2 separate regions of the Rattus norvegicus genome follow, and region 1 is linked to region 2. Evidence: chromatin contacts called from public Hi-C data. All regions are on one chromosome and are shown on one strand. Each heading gives the region's core, a stretch centred on a gene start, on an enhancer-like site or on the middle of the called end of the contact. The rest is flanking DNA. Distances are from core to core; before and after follow the strand shown.

Evidence for each region. A called contact is a pair of places that touch in the nucleus more often than the background predicts.
Region 1: a contact with region 2 is called in a Hi-C map of liver, with 5 times the contacts expected there. The contact joins the promoter of Erg here to the enhancer-like site in region 2. A contact is called at or near these places in 5 of 12 Hi-C or Micro-C datasets (the A7r5 cell line, Schwann cells, frontal cortex and 2 more).

Annotation. Positions count from the first base shown.
Region 1 is chr11:48,246,363-48,253,417 of GRCr8, reverse strand. Erg (ETS transcription factor ERG) reads left to right here and starts at 1,852. Exons shown (of 9, transcript NM_133397.2): 1 at 1,852-1,931. The coding sequence starts at 1,914.
Region 2 is chr11:48,131,266-48,138,355 of GRCr8, reverse strand. No RefSeq gene overlaps it. Among named protein-coding and RNA genes, the nearest start is that of Kcnj15, 64 kb to the right of the region's middle. Within about 2 kb of position 1,650, at least 2 of the 93 cell types and tissues checked have an H3K27ac peak or open chromatin away from gene starts, as enhancers often do. A contact at or near this core is called in liver, where this site is marked.

The sequences.
Region 1 (7,055 bases), core at 603-3,102, 110 kb before region 2:
GTTTTAATCAGCCTGACATCTCGTTCATTGTTCAGAGATAAAAGGAGCCTGAAATCAACATTGTCTCAAAGCATAGGCCTGAGAACCCATCAGCCTTTAAAGCACTTACTGGGAATTAGCATTCTTACACATGTTTCCTTCTTGCCATTTAACTTCCCTCTCCTGGTCCCCAACTCCTCTTCCTCCTCTCCCAGCTCCTTTTATCCTCCTCCCCTCTTCCCTCCCTTTCTTTGTGAACTGCTGGGGTTTGAACCCACAACCCTTGACCATACTAGGCAGGGGTGGGGGTGGGGGCACCAGGATCCACCCCAACTCTTCTACCTACCTTTTCTCTCTTTCTCCTCTTTTGTGTATTGTCACAAAAGAGGCGGAGGAAGACCAGGGGCAAACGAGAGAAAGGGGCTGGTACGTAGACTCTCAGCAGAACAGGCTCAAAGTCTGAATGAGTTAGTTCACTGCCTATGTATCCAGTAACCAAGAATTGTCCATGACTCAGGCTCTGGTCCATTGTGCTCCTTGGGTCCCCATGAGACCAAGTTTCATGTCCAAGTTTCACGTGGTTCAATTCAAAGTAAACTGTTATTTCTTCCATAGAACAAGTAATTTCCTGAAAATGAGTAATTAAAGGCCTGAAGTCCTGTGAGGAATGTTCAGGCCTGTGTCAATTCAGCTTCTTTCAGAAGGAAAGCAGAGCTATGGCCCTGAACCTGTAGCTTGGCTTTTATGCACTTAGGGGAACTTCTCCTGGCCTCAGCTCAGAGTTCTGTTGGAATCCACAGTCCATAGCATGGGTGTCTGTCAGAGGGATATATGTTCTAGAATGTTAGAAACTAATTATTTGGTGGGTGGATGTGTCCCCGCACACACATGCACGTATGTGTGACCACACTCGTGAACATGTATGAACACATGTAGTGTGTATATGTATGCCAGTATATAGGCACATATGCTTGCTCAGGCCACCATCACTACTGGATGTTCTTCCTCAGATGCTGATCTGGAACTGGCTGATTGGCATATGCTGACCAGCTAATGAGGTCCAGGGACCTGCTTGTCTCTGACTCCCCAGGGTTATAATTGAAGGTATGTTCATGGTACCCAGCTTTTTGTCTGTGGGCTCTGCGGATTGCACTTTGGGAGTCCTGCTCACATAGTAAACACTTTACGGACTGAGCCATCTCTCCCCAGCCCCTTGGATAAGTGTTTGAAAACAAGATTTTGATCCGATTTTTCCTTTTCTTTACCTTGGTCCCAGCATCTGTGTTTTCAACCAATTTCCTGGGGAGCGAATAATGATTTCACGTGTTTTGAAAGAGAATTCCTGAAGTAGTTCTTGAACATTCCGTGGGGGCTTTGAGTAAATGAAGGATTATTGGTAGCTGGCCAGTAAATTGGCCTTCTTAGACATGACCACGCAGCCATATGAACTAGATCCTAGTTAGTCGTCTGTCCCAGCTGGGTGGCATTCCTGGGGATGGGGTGCTGTAATGGACGGACCCTCAGGCACCTCCCATGTGCAGCCATGCACAGCCTCATCACATCTGTATCCTGCTTTGGTCTGGTGCAGCCTGTCACCCAGAGTCACACAGGTCACACCTGCTGTGACAGCCCGGGCCTCAGCCAATTGATGCCCCTTTTTTTTTTTAAATTAAAAAACTTCTCCTGGCTGCATATCATCAAGAAAAACAACATTGTTTTCAGGGTCTCTTATCTCTCCACTCCCAAATATCCTGTTTCTTTGGGCTGGGCAGGCAGGACCAATAGAAACCTCTTCCTGCCATTGGCTGACTTCATTTCCCAGACTTAGCACAATCTCATCCGCTCTAAACAACCTCATCAAAACTACTTTCTGGTCAGAGAGAAGCAATAATTATTATTAACATTTATTAACGATCAATAAACTTGATTGCATTATGGCCAGCACTATTAAGGTAAGGAGAGGGTTCCTCTATGTTTGACAAAATCTTGTTCTTCTTGCTCTGGGCTTCCTTTATCAAGGCAGATAAGTTAGGGTTGGGCAACACCCCCCCCTACCACAATAGAGGACAACAAGATTTCCTTTGCGCTGCCTAGTAAATTTCCTTTTTCCTACTCCGACCATCCGCAAGGCTTAAAAACTTCAAACTCAGAAAAAAATTGGGGTTTCTAAATTCACTGTTGAGCGCCATGGATTACTTTTGTGAAGGCTTTTTGGAGCACTTCTGAAGTTTCAGCTTCTTTACCTGTTCCTAGCGGTGTCTGGATGTGGGTTTGATACAAGGCAATAATCACAGAGGTTGGAGGGCAGGGTCAAAGAGATGGTCTTGTCAATGGTGAACTTTGGATGTGCTTCGGGGACTCCTCACCACCAGGCGCGCCAGAAGGTCCCCATGGAAGTGAGGAGATACTCGGGTAACAGGACGGACAAATGTTGACCTGAATTGTGGGGGCCTCCATGCAGAGAGGACTCAGGCGTCTCAAAACTGAATGGTGGTAATTGGGTGGGTCGGTTTATGTGTCTATCACAAATAAAGCACCTGTCTTTCTGCGCACTGCAAGCTCTCTTCCCAGTGTTGTGTAGCTCGCGGGGGCTGTAAAGCGGCAGTCTGTTGGTCTCTTTTCTGCTGTGTGTAGCTCCATGGGTTTTTCTTGTAAATGTTTCTAGAAGAAAGCTTACTGTTAAAGTTTAGTGAGGAGACATTGCCACGCAGGTCACGGGTCGAAAACTAAATGCAGCCAATTGTGATGCCCTTTTTGGCTGTCTGTTTGTAGCAAACAGCCAATGCTGATACAGAAACCTGTGGAAATACTTGTCCTAGGAGGTGCTGGGTCTCTTAAACTACATTCCAGCCCACTGGGCTTTGGTGACATTTGTTGGAATGAGGAAAACCAGCAGCCTACATAGACAAAGGAAGCCAAAGAGAGTGTTTATTCGTTGTGTCTTTAGTTTTGTGGCAGGGAGATGCCAAGTGACCTATCTGTCCAGTAAGGGTTCTGCTGTGCTTGAAAACTCATGAGAATTGGGGTTTGCCCATAACGGAGACGAGGTGTCAGAAAACCTTCACAAGCTGATTATATGTATCGTGTCAACTGTGCTTCAGAGTTCCATCCAATTTTCAGTTCTCAGGCTGTATCCTGTAATCCTGTAAGGCTCACAGCAAAGACTGCCATCCGAGAGTTTACTTTCTCTGGCTCCAAGGATTAACTGCAATATGGTGACCCAGAGGGGAATTTTAACACTGGGTTTGATAGACTCTACTTTAGGATAAATGAGTAGAAACAACTTATTTTTATAATTCCAAATGCTGCTTTTTGTGTTACGCTCTAGACTCTTAATTCTGTCCGAATTTTAAAGCAATTAGATAAAATATTCTGTGTAAATCTTAGGTACTTGAGTAGAAGCTTATGTGGGTTCACCCCACTCCCAAAATCAATGCTTTAAAGGGCATGGAAAGAAAAGAGCACCCTGCAGACTGTGGTATGCGTTTGGACAAACTCACCAGTGCGTTACACTGTTTCGTTTAAGACCCACTTGTATGAAGAAGTCACCTTTAAAGTCAGCATGCATTTTTATCTTTGAATACATTTGGGGACAATTACTTGCTCTTTTCGGGACTCTGTTATGGGTGAATTCGGTGTAACATGTGTGTCGTGTGCCTCTCCCTGCAATCGAAATGACTTCCAGTGAATTCTTTAATGTCCCTTGTTAAAGCAGTTTCTCTTGAGAGGTGACTTACTTGAAGATCAGCATTCTGTGAGCTTTCCTGGATAAAGTAGTAAGATGATTTTATGGGTTTGTTTGTGAAATGGGAAAAGAGGCCTTGAGTCTGTTGGCTGCAATTTTAATTATTCTGGGACAAGCCTCAAATTAGCACAGGGCAGTCCTCTGAAATTATGAGGCAGTCCCCACAGGGGGATTTTTGGATTGCAAATACGGTTGGAGTTTTGGGTGTTTCAGTAAATAAATCAATGAGTTCTTTGATTTGCAGGCACCCTGAGCTGGTGAAGCTGGCACACCACCTCGGTGTCGGATTCTTTTCCTTTAGCCACTCTGCCTAAAACCGTGTGAGGCACTTTTGCCGGTATTCTTGCCTGGCTTTTGCAATTTGAGGTAGGGTGTTTCATTCGGGAGAGGTAAGGGTAATTTAGGAAATAGTATTACTGCGCATTCATGGACTTCAGGATGAGACTGAGGGTTCTAATAAAACCAGGATAGCAGCCGAGCCAATGTCTGTCCGAGGGCCGTTAGAAGAAGGCCGTAAGGGCTTCCTAGTGCAGTGCTGAGATATGCTTAACCCTGGAGCCTGTTGCTCTCCATAGAACCCTGTGTACTTGAGTTAGGTGTTTGATTCAGCCCTCCAAGATTTTCCTGACCTCGTTTGTCATGCTGATTGCCTTTTGGGCAAGCTAAGCTCAAGGAATCTTAGCATCCTGCTTTTAAAAACATTGGGAGGAAAATTGAATAGGGTTACAACAGAAGCAGTCTTATCCTGAACAGTTTAAGGAGGCTGTGAAGCCTAGGTTGGAAGCCTTAATTCTAAAGTTGAATCTTGTGTGCGTGCATGTGCATGCAAGTGCGTGTGTGCGTATGTGTGTGTGTATTTGTAGGTTTATGTGTTTGCACATGTGTGTATAAATTGGTGTGCATATGTGTCTGTAGGTTTGTGTGTGTGTGTGTGTGTGTGTGTGTGTGTACATGGAAGTACATGGAGGGAGTAGTGTGTTTAAACAGCAGCTTGGGGTGGAAGCAATTTAGGAATCAGACCGGATGTGGAAATTTCCTAAGGAGGCTCTAGGCGAGTAGGCTCTGGACGGTTGGAAAGTTCCTAAGGAGACCCACAGTCCTCTGAACTGAGGATGATGAGGGAAGGTAATCTCTGCATGGGTTTTTAATGGACGTGGTTACAGAGCTTAACCATGGCTGTGTTTGCTGTAGCTGTTTTCCTCATCTTTCTACTGGCACCAGGAGAGTAAGCATGGCCTCCTTCTTGCTGCTTTGGGGGGATTCTGTGACCCTGGAAGAAACTCCAGGTGCAGAAGTTGTTGTGCTTGGTAACTGTTGCATCCCAGAGCAGCAGCCCCACCCCCACTCCTTCTGCTCTAGTCTAGCCCAAGTACATTAAAAGACAGCTTCTCACAGCGCTCTCTCTCTCTCTCTCTCTCTCTCTCTCTCTCTCTCTCTCACACACACACACACACACACACACACACACATGTGCATCTGCGTGTGTGCAAGCACCTATGTCCACCAGGCACCTTGACTCGTGGCCCCTGCAAGCAGAATTGAAAATGGATGAATCTCTGGGTGTTGTTTAATGCACAGCAGAACTCCCACACGCTGAAAATGTTCTAGAACAAAATGATGTTTTCTTTATCTGTATCTCCTTTAAATTCATTATTTTTTTCCTTCTGAAAAACAAACCTTGATCTTTAAAAACATATTCTCAAGCACATTCATACTCGCCAGTGTTTCTTAGAAAAGGATACATAGAAAATAAAAAATTTGACAAACAACTGTCTTGAGGACAATGTTACTTATGTGACTTTCCTGATGTATCTACTTGTGTCTATGAGACTCTCTGGAGAGCCACAGGGGTCTCTGAAATGTGTAATCTTAGCAACAGAAATCCACAAAGATGGTCTTGGCAGTGTGCGGTATAATACTGTGCTGGCCAGTCTGGTCTAGTTGCTACAGGGACATCAGCTATGGTAGGATGAAACGGCACTGCTTCCTGCTCTGTGGGAAACACCATCAGATCACCCCAGAGGCCATCCCTTATGCTATGTGGCTACACATACCTTGCATTTAAGTGCTCAGCTGTTTGGTGGCTCTGTGTGACTCTGTATTTTTCACCATTCGGGTGGTGACCCTGCCTCATGCTGGCATAAGCCATCTGCGGAGCCTGTAGCGGTCACACAGCAAGTGGCAGATACCGGGCTTGGGACTCAGGTCTTTGTCTCCCTCCATGATGAACTGCCATGCTTCCTGGGGGCACTCTTTGTCCTCTACGTATTTCTCACAACCTAGCTTCAGGAGGAAAGCTCGCAGCCACAGACTCTGCCTGGATGTTTTCACAGACAGAGCGAACAGCAGGGTCACTTCCAGAAGTGACAGCTTAGCCAAGTCTGTGGCAGAATGTACTGGGCTGGGGGAGGTGGGAGCTGGCGGTTAGTGTCCAGTTGCAGCAGGTAGGGTAGAGCGCTATGCTTGCTCGGATGACATGGTCAGGGTGCGGCTTCCTCTGTTCAGAGACCAGGACTCCAATTAGTGATACCAAGAGGCTTGAATGATGTGTCACTCCTTGGTAGCTTAAGAAGGGTCCTGGGATCCTTCACTGTCTAGTTTTCTCCATGACCTTCAAAGGGAAAAACATAATTTTGCTTTGTACAATTTACAGACATAGAATGGAAGACATTTTCACTATAAGGAAAACACAGACATGTTAGAAAATCAATTGAGATTCTCCACATCCCAGCAGACCACAGAGGCTGCTGACCCGTGGTGTGGTCTTTCTGGTTGTATGTGCTTCTTAGTTCTTCTTCACAGCTAACTGTTCTGCTTTCTGTTGTCGATACTGATTTATACACACGTCACCACATGTCATTCTACATTTTTAATAAGCACAATTTTATGCCTTCTGTGTTCCATATAAAATAGATGTCACCATTTACAGTCAATGTTGTGCCGTGGGAAATTCCCTTCCGTCAGTTTCATAGAGACACAGCTATACATCCTCTCCCTGGGTTTTTTTTTTTTTAAAGAGTATTGTTGCTTACAAAAGAAATTTTGGGACTGCCAGGAATGCATATTTTTAATATCTTTGTCAAATTTAGGTATTTGGTCCATTTCACAGACTTTTGCTAGCGGCCTTGATTCACACACAGCTTCTTGGATATTTGATCTCGAGTTTGTCACAGTCAGGGAAGAATAGAAGCTCATTCTCCTCATTTTGATCTGGTTTCGTTTTGACATCTTCTTCCCTTTAGGAACCTGTCGTCCAGGGCAACCTGGACTTTCCTCTTTTATATTTACACCGATTGTCCCGGCATGTTTCCCCGTGGGTCTCCCACGGACC
Region 2 (7,090 bases), core at 401-2,900:
GCAAAGTACAGTGACACACATGTGAGGAAAGTGCAATGACATACATGTGAGCAAAATGCTGTGACACACACACATTTGAGCAAAGTATAGTGACACATGTGAACAAAGTACAGTGACACACACATGTGATCAAAGTGCAGTGACACACACATGTGATCAAAGTACAGTGACACACGTGAGCAAAATGCACTGACATATGTGAGCAAAGTATAGTGACACACAGGTGAGCAAGGTGCACTGACACACATGTGATCAAAGTATAGGGACTGACAGGTGAGTAAAGTGTGTAACACACATGTATATAAACAGTTTAAAACATTGCATTTTGTTTGGTAAGTATAAAAAGAGAGCAGGGGGGTTGGGGATTTAGCTCAGCGGTAGAATGCTTGCCTAGCAAGCGCAAGGCCCTGGGTTCGGTCCCCAGCTCCGAAAAAAAGAAAAAAAAAAAAAAAAAAGGACAAAGCGTGAGTGGCAATGAGGTCTCCCCATAAAACTGTGGTGCTGATCAGAAGACTTAGGACTTGTGTCAGTGCTCACTGTGGACACCAACACTTGACACACATGCATCCTTGTAAGGCCACTACCAAGTCAAAGTATTGAAGTGCAGCAGTCAGAAGCCCCTTTTGGCTCACCTGATTAACACACCTGATTAAATTAAACACCTCATCCTAACATGGTGATTTCCTCTTCACCTTAATAAACCGTCATTTGAGGGGTTGGGGGTTTAGCTCAGTGGTAGAGCGCTTGCCTAGCAAGCGCAAGGCCCTGGGTTCGGTCCCCAGCTCTGAAAAAAAGAAAAGAAAAAAAAGAGAGCAGGATCATGGAGGGCCCAGCTCTGTACCAGTTGCACACTTGCTGCTGGGAGCCTGGGTCGCTCTGCAACCCCAGGACACGCGGGCTGCAGACAGGCGCCTGGGCCTCCACGGATGTCTTCACGCTCTTTCCTCACCTCCCGCCCCCGTTTCCTCCCTGTGGGTGTCAGTTGTGGGCTCATTTGATGTAACAGCAGGGTCATTGCTGAAACTAAACGCACACAGCATTTCCCAGCCTCTGTGGCGGACATCTGAGGCTGAGAACTTTTGTTGGGAAGGGATGCAGGCCTGTCGGATACTCAGACACAGTCCTGGTGTTTACCTTGTCTGTGCAGTACACTCCTCGAGCCTAGCCGTGTGTCTCTATGCATGCCTCACTGAGCACACAAAACAGACCAGGGGCTTCCCAAGACCAGGGGGCTTCTGGTAAGCAGAGCCACGACCACCAAACATTTGAGTAAGTGAGTGGAGTCCTTAGTAACAGGTGGAAGCCTGTGCCCTGTGCCCTGTGCCCTGTGCCCGTGCCCTGTGCTCTGTGCTTGGAGATAAAGTGCCACTTGAACACATGTCCCGTGTGCTGTATCATTGGAGATCAAAAGCACTCTCTTGCCCTGGCACCTGGAGAGTAAACCTAGGAGGGATTGGGTGGTCGGAGCCTGGGACTTGGTGGCCGTACTACATGGACTCTGACTGGGATGGCAGTTGGACCCTGTCAAGAGCCCAATCCCAGGCCCTTCTTTTTTTCGTCCATGGGGACTGTCACACAGGTTCACACGGAGGCTGTTCTGCTGTCCCCTCCTACCAGGAAGCTGCCAGGGACTTTTGATTCCGGAAACTTCCTATCACACTGAGAATAAACTCACTCACTGCAAAGGCTCTGCAGGATGTGGTCCCCGTGTTCCCTGTATCTATGCAGTGCTCCCCATATCCACCCTGTGCTCCCCACCTCCCCAATCCTTCTTTCCCCAATCCCTCTCTCCACTCCTCACACCCAAGGCCTGTGGCATCTTAGGGCCTTTACCCAGCCAGCCATCTTGGATGCCTGGGCGCCCTTCCTGCAGGTCAGCCATGTACAACCCGGAGGCCCCCGGAGGCCTTCCCTGACCTCACCTCATTAACCTCCTGAGCCGGAGGGTTGCACACGGCCAGATCCGTCTCCTTCATTGCCTGTGTTTGCATTCATCCACACTCTTATGGTTATCGTGACTAAATTGAGCAGGAGACTCCTGGCACGCAGTGAACATCCGATGAACCACGACACTGTTCCCTGCGCAGGCCGTGGAAATCCAGGGCTGGATGGTAGGCATCGACGCTTCCTGCTCTCCATGTCTGGCTTCAGTCTCTCCCCATCCCTCAGCTCTGTCTCCTCTCAGGGGACTTCCGTCTTGTGGGGACTTAACTTTGCAAAGTCAAGATTTTTACCTGAACTCTCAGTTTAAGTGTTTTTTTTTCTGCCTTGCTTGGTTAACATGCTGAGCTGGAAATCAGACTTTCACTGGGGTGGGGAAGGCCTGGTCTACCCATCTTTAGGATGTCCAGCTGCGTCCTTCATTCCCCCCTGACCTTCTGCCAGTGAGGACTCCCGAATGTCAACCAAAAATGTCTGCAGACATTCCCAGATATCTGCAGGGAAAACGCAACCCATACTTGGCAATCACTGGCTAACATCATGGTGTCTCAGAGGCTCAAGCAGAATTCCAGAAGACTCTAGGAAATCTAGAACCTTCTCTGCCCGGGGAATCTGATAGTTTCCTCCCTTGATACGTTATCCACGTATAGAAAGTTCTAGATCCTTCTTAGAGCTGCAGCATATTGCAATGTGAGAATTCTATCTATTTACATGGCTCATCCAAGTGTTTTGGCCAGATCTAATTATACAGATGATACAGGGAGGAGTAACCATAATCAGTGGAAGGAGAATTCGTAGAAGACAGAAACAACGGCTGGTGGATTTAGATCAAAGGAACCATTTAAAAGAATCTGGAACAGCGGTTTTGATGTGCAGTGTTGGAAAGTCACCGGGGATTTCACCAGCCTGTGCCCTGTCACTTGCCCAAGGCAGGGTACAAGAGTCTGTCCTTTGTAAAGCTTTTCCCTGTGCCCTTAACGGATGCCAAGGTCCCGAGCTTGGTGTGCGAGGAGGTGCAGCGAGGACTCGTTAATCGAAAACCATGTTTTGAAGAAGTTTTGCAGGACTGGAGAGAGAGCCAAGGTGAGGGGCCACTGCCTGCTTTGAGGGGCTTTAGCGAGATGTGTGGACAAAGGACCTCTCTCAGTACCTTTAACTGTAGGGCGATGTGGACTCTCCCTTGCTGGCTTCAAAGAACAATTAGTACACACTTTCCCAAGGCTGACATAGACTGGGCAACATGAGGCCTGTGGTACTTGAGTGAGCTGTCTTCACTGTGCAGGTATGGGTGAAGCCTCAGGTTAAGAGAGGCTCAGCGGCCTACCCAAGCTCCCACAGCTCTAAGGCATGACCGACACCCAGCTCTGCCAGCAGGGTCTGACTTCCTGTCTGACCTCAGTCACACCTGCTGCTGAGCCTTACTGATACAGATGAGGATGCTGCTCATGGCCAACCATCGGACTGAGCACGGGTACCACAATGGAGGAGTCAGAGAAAGGACTGAAGGATCTGAAAGAGTTTGCAACCCCATAGGAAGAATAACAGTATTAACCAACCAGACCCTTCCAGAGCTGCCAGGGACTAAACCACCAACAAAAGAATATGCATGGAGACAGCTTTGGCTCCAGCCACATATGCAGCAGAGGATGGCATTGTCTGGCATCAATAGGAGGAGAGGCCCTTGGTCCTGTGAAGTCTCGATGCCCCAGTGGAAGGGAATGTCAGGTCAGTGAGCTGGGAGTGGGTGGGTGCAAGAGAGAGCATCCTCATAGTATCAGGGGAAGGGAGGATAGGAGAGGGGGAAACCAAGAAAGGGGATAACGTGAAATGTAAATACATAAAATATCCAATAAGAAATCCAAAAAAAAAAATATTTGATGCTACTTTTCTCTTTCCCTGTTTCCTGATCCAACCCCCACCCCCACCAACCCCCGGCTCTGGGGATGAATCCCCACCTCTCTAGGGTAAACTGGTCTCCATGGAGTCCTAGGGAAACAGTAGATCTGTCTCCCTCCCCTGGAGAGGGGCAGTGAGCTGAGTCTAAGCTGTCATCTTGGCTCATGTTGTCCCTGCCTGGAAGGCCTTCAGAAGCCCTGCCCCCACAGGAGAGCTGCTGGGTGTGTGACAGAAGGGCCAGGGCCTTCCTTCCACCCTGATAAGGCCAGGCTGTAAGGGCTGGAATGTAAACCTCTCTGCAGCTGCAGCGGAAGGAGCCCCATCCATTGTTTCCTCCGGAGCCTGGGACACCAGTCTTACTGGGGCTCTGAGGAGAGGGCCTTGAAAAGACAGCATTAGCCAAGCAGTGGTGCGAAAGGCTCCGTCCAAGTCTGGAAAGTGCTAGATGCAGAGAAATGGGCACCTAGGGAGGACTGGCCCTCAGGGGCTGGATTAGAACCCACAGGTACACATTTGCCTAGATGGATATCCCTGTTGAGTGGTGTGTGTATGTGTGTATGCATCTGTGTGTATGGTATATACATGTGTGTTTGTGTATATGTCTGGTATGTCTGATGTATGTGTCTGTGTATATGTTGTATGTGTGTCTGTATCTGTGTCTCTGTGTGTATGGTATGTGTGAGTGTGTGTGTGTGTGTGTGTGGTGTGTCTGTGTGTATGTGATGTGTGTGTTAGGTGTGGTGTGTGTGCGTGTGAGTGTGTGTGTGTGTGTGTCTGTCTGTCTGTCTCTCTGTCTGAGCAGTAAACCCTGCAATTTCTTTGAAACCTGGTTTCACTTGCTGCTTTGTGGAGGGGATTGGAGGTCACACATGTTCCTTCCTTTCGATTGTCTTGCTTTAGGCCCCCTACAGAAGAACCAGTGTTGGTGTGGTACCCCCTCTCTCTCCTTTTAAAGATGAAATACAAGTATAAAAGATATTAATGGTCTGTTCTGTTGTTAAGCACATTTTACTGGAATACCCTCTGTGACATATTGCCAAGGTTTGTAAAGATGGCCTTTGTGTATGACCTAGAGGGATCCAGTCCCCGGAGGGGGAGACCCTGCAAGTGAAAAGCCCTGGAATGGGATGAATCTTGTGTGACCACTAGGTGGCGGTAGAGCTTCATGTACCTGCCACGGCAGCCCAGCCACTAACCAACTTGCTTTTGGTAGCTTTGGCATGTCTTTGTAGAGTAATTTAAAGGCTACTTGTATCTCATGGAACACCGTAAGATTCACATATGTGCTATGTGGGTGTTTACAAAGAAGCCTGGCTATAGGTCAGTGGGGAATAGCTCACTGGCTCAGATGGAATCATTACAACATTAAAAAAACTAACAACAGAGTTTGTTAAAAACCACTTTACAATATCATCCCCACAAGTTGGGCATGGTATCATGGAAGATGGGAAATCCTGGGCCACAGGCTCTCCCATGTAACAGCAGGGAGCAGCTGGCCCTGGGGTTTAAAGGCTGTGTGCTTTCAGACAGCTCCTGAGCATCGGATGGAGCATGGTAGCAATGGGGACCTGTTGCTCTGCAGGGCCTGTCTCAGTTCCAGGCCCCATCAGTTCAGGACTTTAGAATCCACATCTACAGACTTCTGCCAAGCAAACCCCCAGGGCTCCTAAGACCTGCCCTGTCTGTCTGCATTCCCCTGCCCCGGCACCAGGGAAAGGTAAAACTGAAGTGTCCCCAATCAGTGCCCACAGTCCCCAGACAAAGAAGCATCCTGATTTGGGGCCTCTTAGGTCAGTGTAGGTGAGATGCTGCCAATTGCTCTTGAAGACCTCCGAGTCCTCTCCGCTGCCACAGCCAACCGAAAACCCTGCACTCCTGAGCCTCGCTCTGAGACCAGGATGCTCACTGAGGTCTTCCTAGGCCAGGTCCAATCTCAGAGCCCAGCTCTCCCTTTCTTCCTCCCCCTTTTGTCCCCCATCTTGCATTCTTGGTTTGTGGAGTACTCCAGAAGCACCAAAGGCATTTAATTCTGCTCCCAATCCGGTTCCTGTCCTGGAGCACGGGACCCTGACACCCCACTAAGAAGAACATGACAACTGATCGCATATCGTAGATTCTACAGTTCGCCATGCTAATGACATATCTAGATAGGCCAGCCCGAGGGGTTAGTCAATAAAGTCCCCTTCCCAGACATTCCGAGCCACACCATGTAAGTCTTCCACAGAAGTCCCCACTGCATTCCTGACACTCACCCTGAGCTAAGCTGGATTTCCCCAACCCCAACCCCATGCTCAACGCTGGACACCTCCCATGCCTCTAGGTTCCCGGGAGTTGGCTTCTTGCCAGCTCTGGGACCGCAGTCTTAGGCTGCCTTCTGCCTCCCCTGAGCAGGTATTGGTGTTCTGAGAGCTAGGCATCAGGATGACAGGGAGGATAGAATGCAGAACGCAGCCTAGCCTAGCGCTCCTGCATTTCCTCTGTCCGAGCGAGCGGCATTCACACACCCCAGAGGTGAGGCAAAGCATGGACCCACATCAACGTTGTATTATTAGGTTTTCCCTGTGGGACTTGCCACTCCACTGAATAAGAGGGCAGTGGTGCGATCTCTGAGGGAAAGAGAGTCAGACTGAGTGGGTGCTGCCCAGGTGACCGAGTGGGCGCTGTCCTCAGGTGAGACCTATTCTTTGATCTCAGGAAGAACATGCAGGCAAGACATTTCTGTAGTCACACGCTTGTGGCCCTTCATAAAGGACGGGTTTGGACTCCCAGCATCCTTAAGTCCGTGGAAGTTCATTTCTCTATTGCTCCATCTGACCTCTGCAGTTTTAAAGGGCTGATTTCTGTGTGCGTTTGAGAGTGTGGGTAAAAAGGAGACCTTCACCTAGTGAAGCACCAGGAAGCTGAGGTGTGATGCTCTCACACAGAGCCTGTTTCCCTGTTTGTACAATGACAACTTATTATCTCATCTCCTTTAAAGATAGAGTTCATCATTTGTCTTAATTTAACTGGGGGAATGTATGGCGTGATCTAACAGAGTAAGCAGGCGTGGGAAATGATTTATTCTGAGTGCTCCGAAAGGTCTTATTTTAACACAGTACATAGATAGCCTCTGCTCACTTAGTTACCAACTGTTAAATGAGACGGCCAGGGAGACTGAGTCTGGCAGGCAGAGAACAGGCAGATGGGGCTGGCCTAAGAAACTAGAGAAGGGGAAGGGCTTGCGTGGGAAACAGAAGAAGATACGCAAAACCCA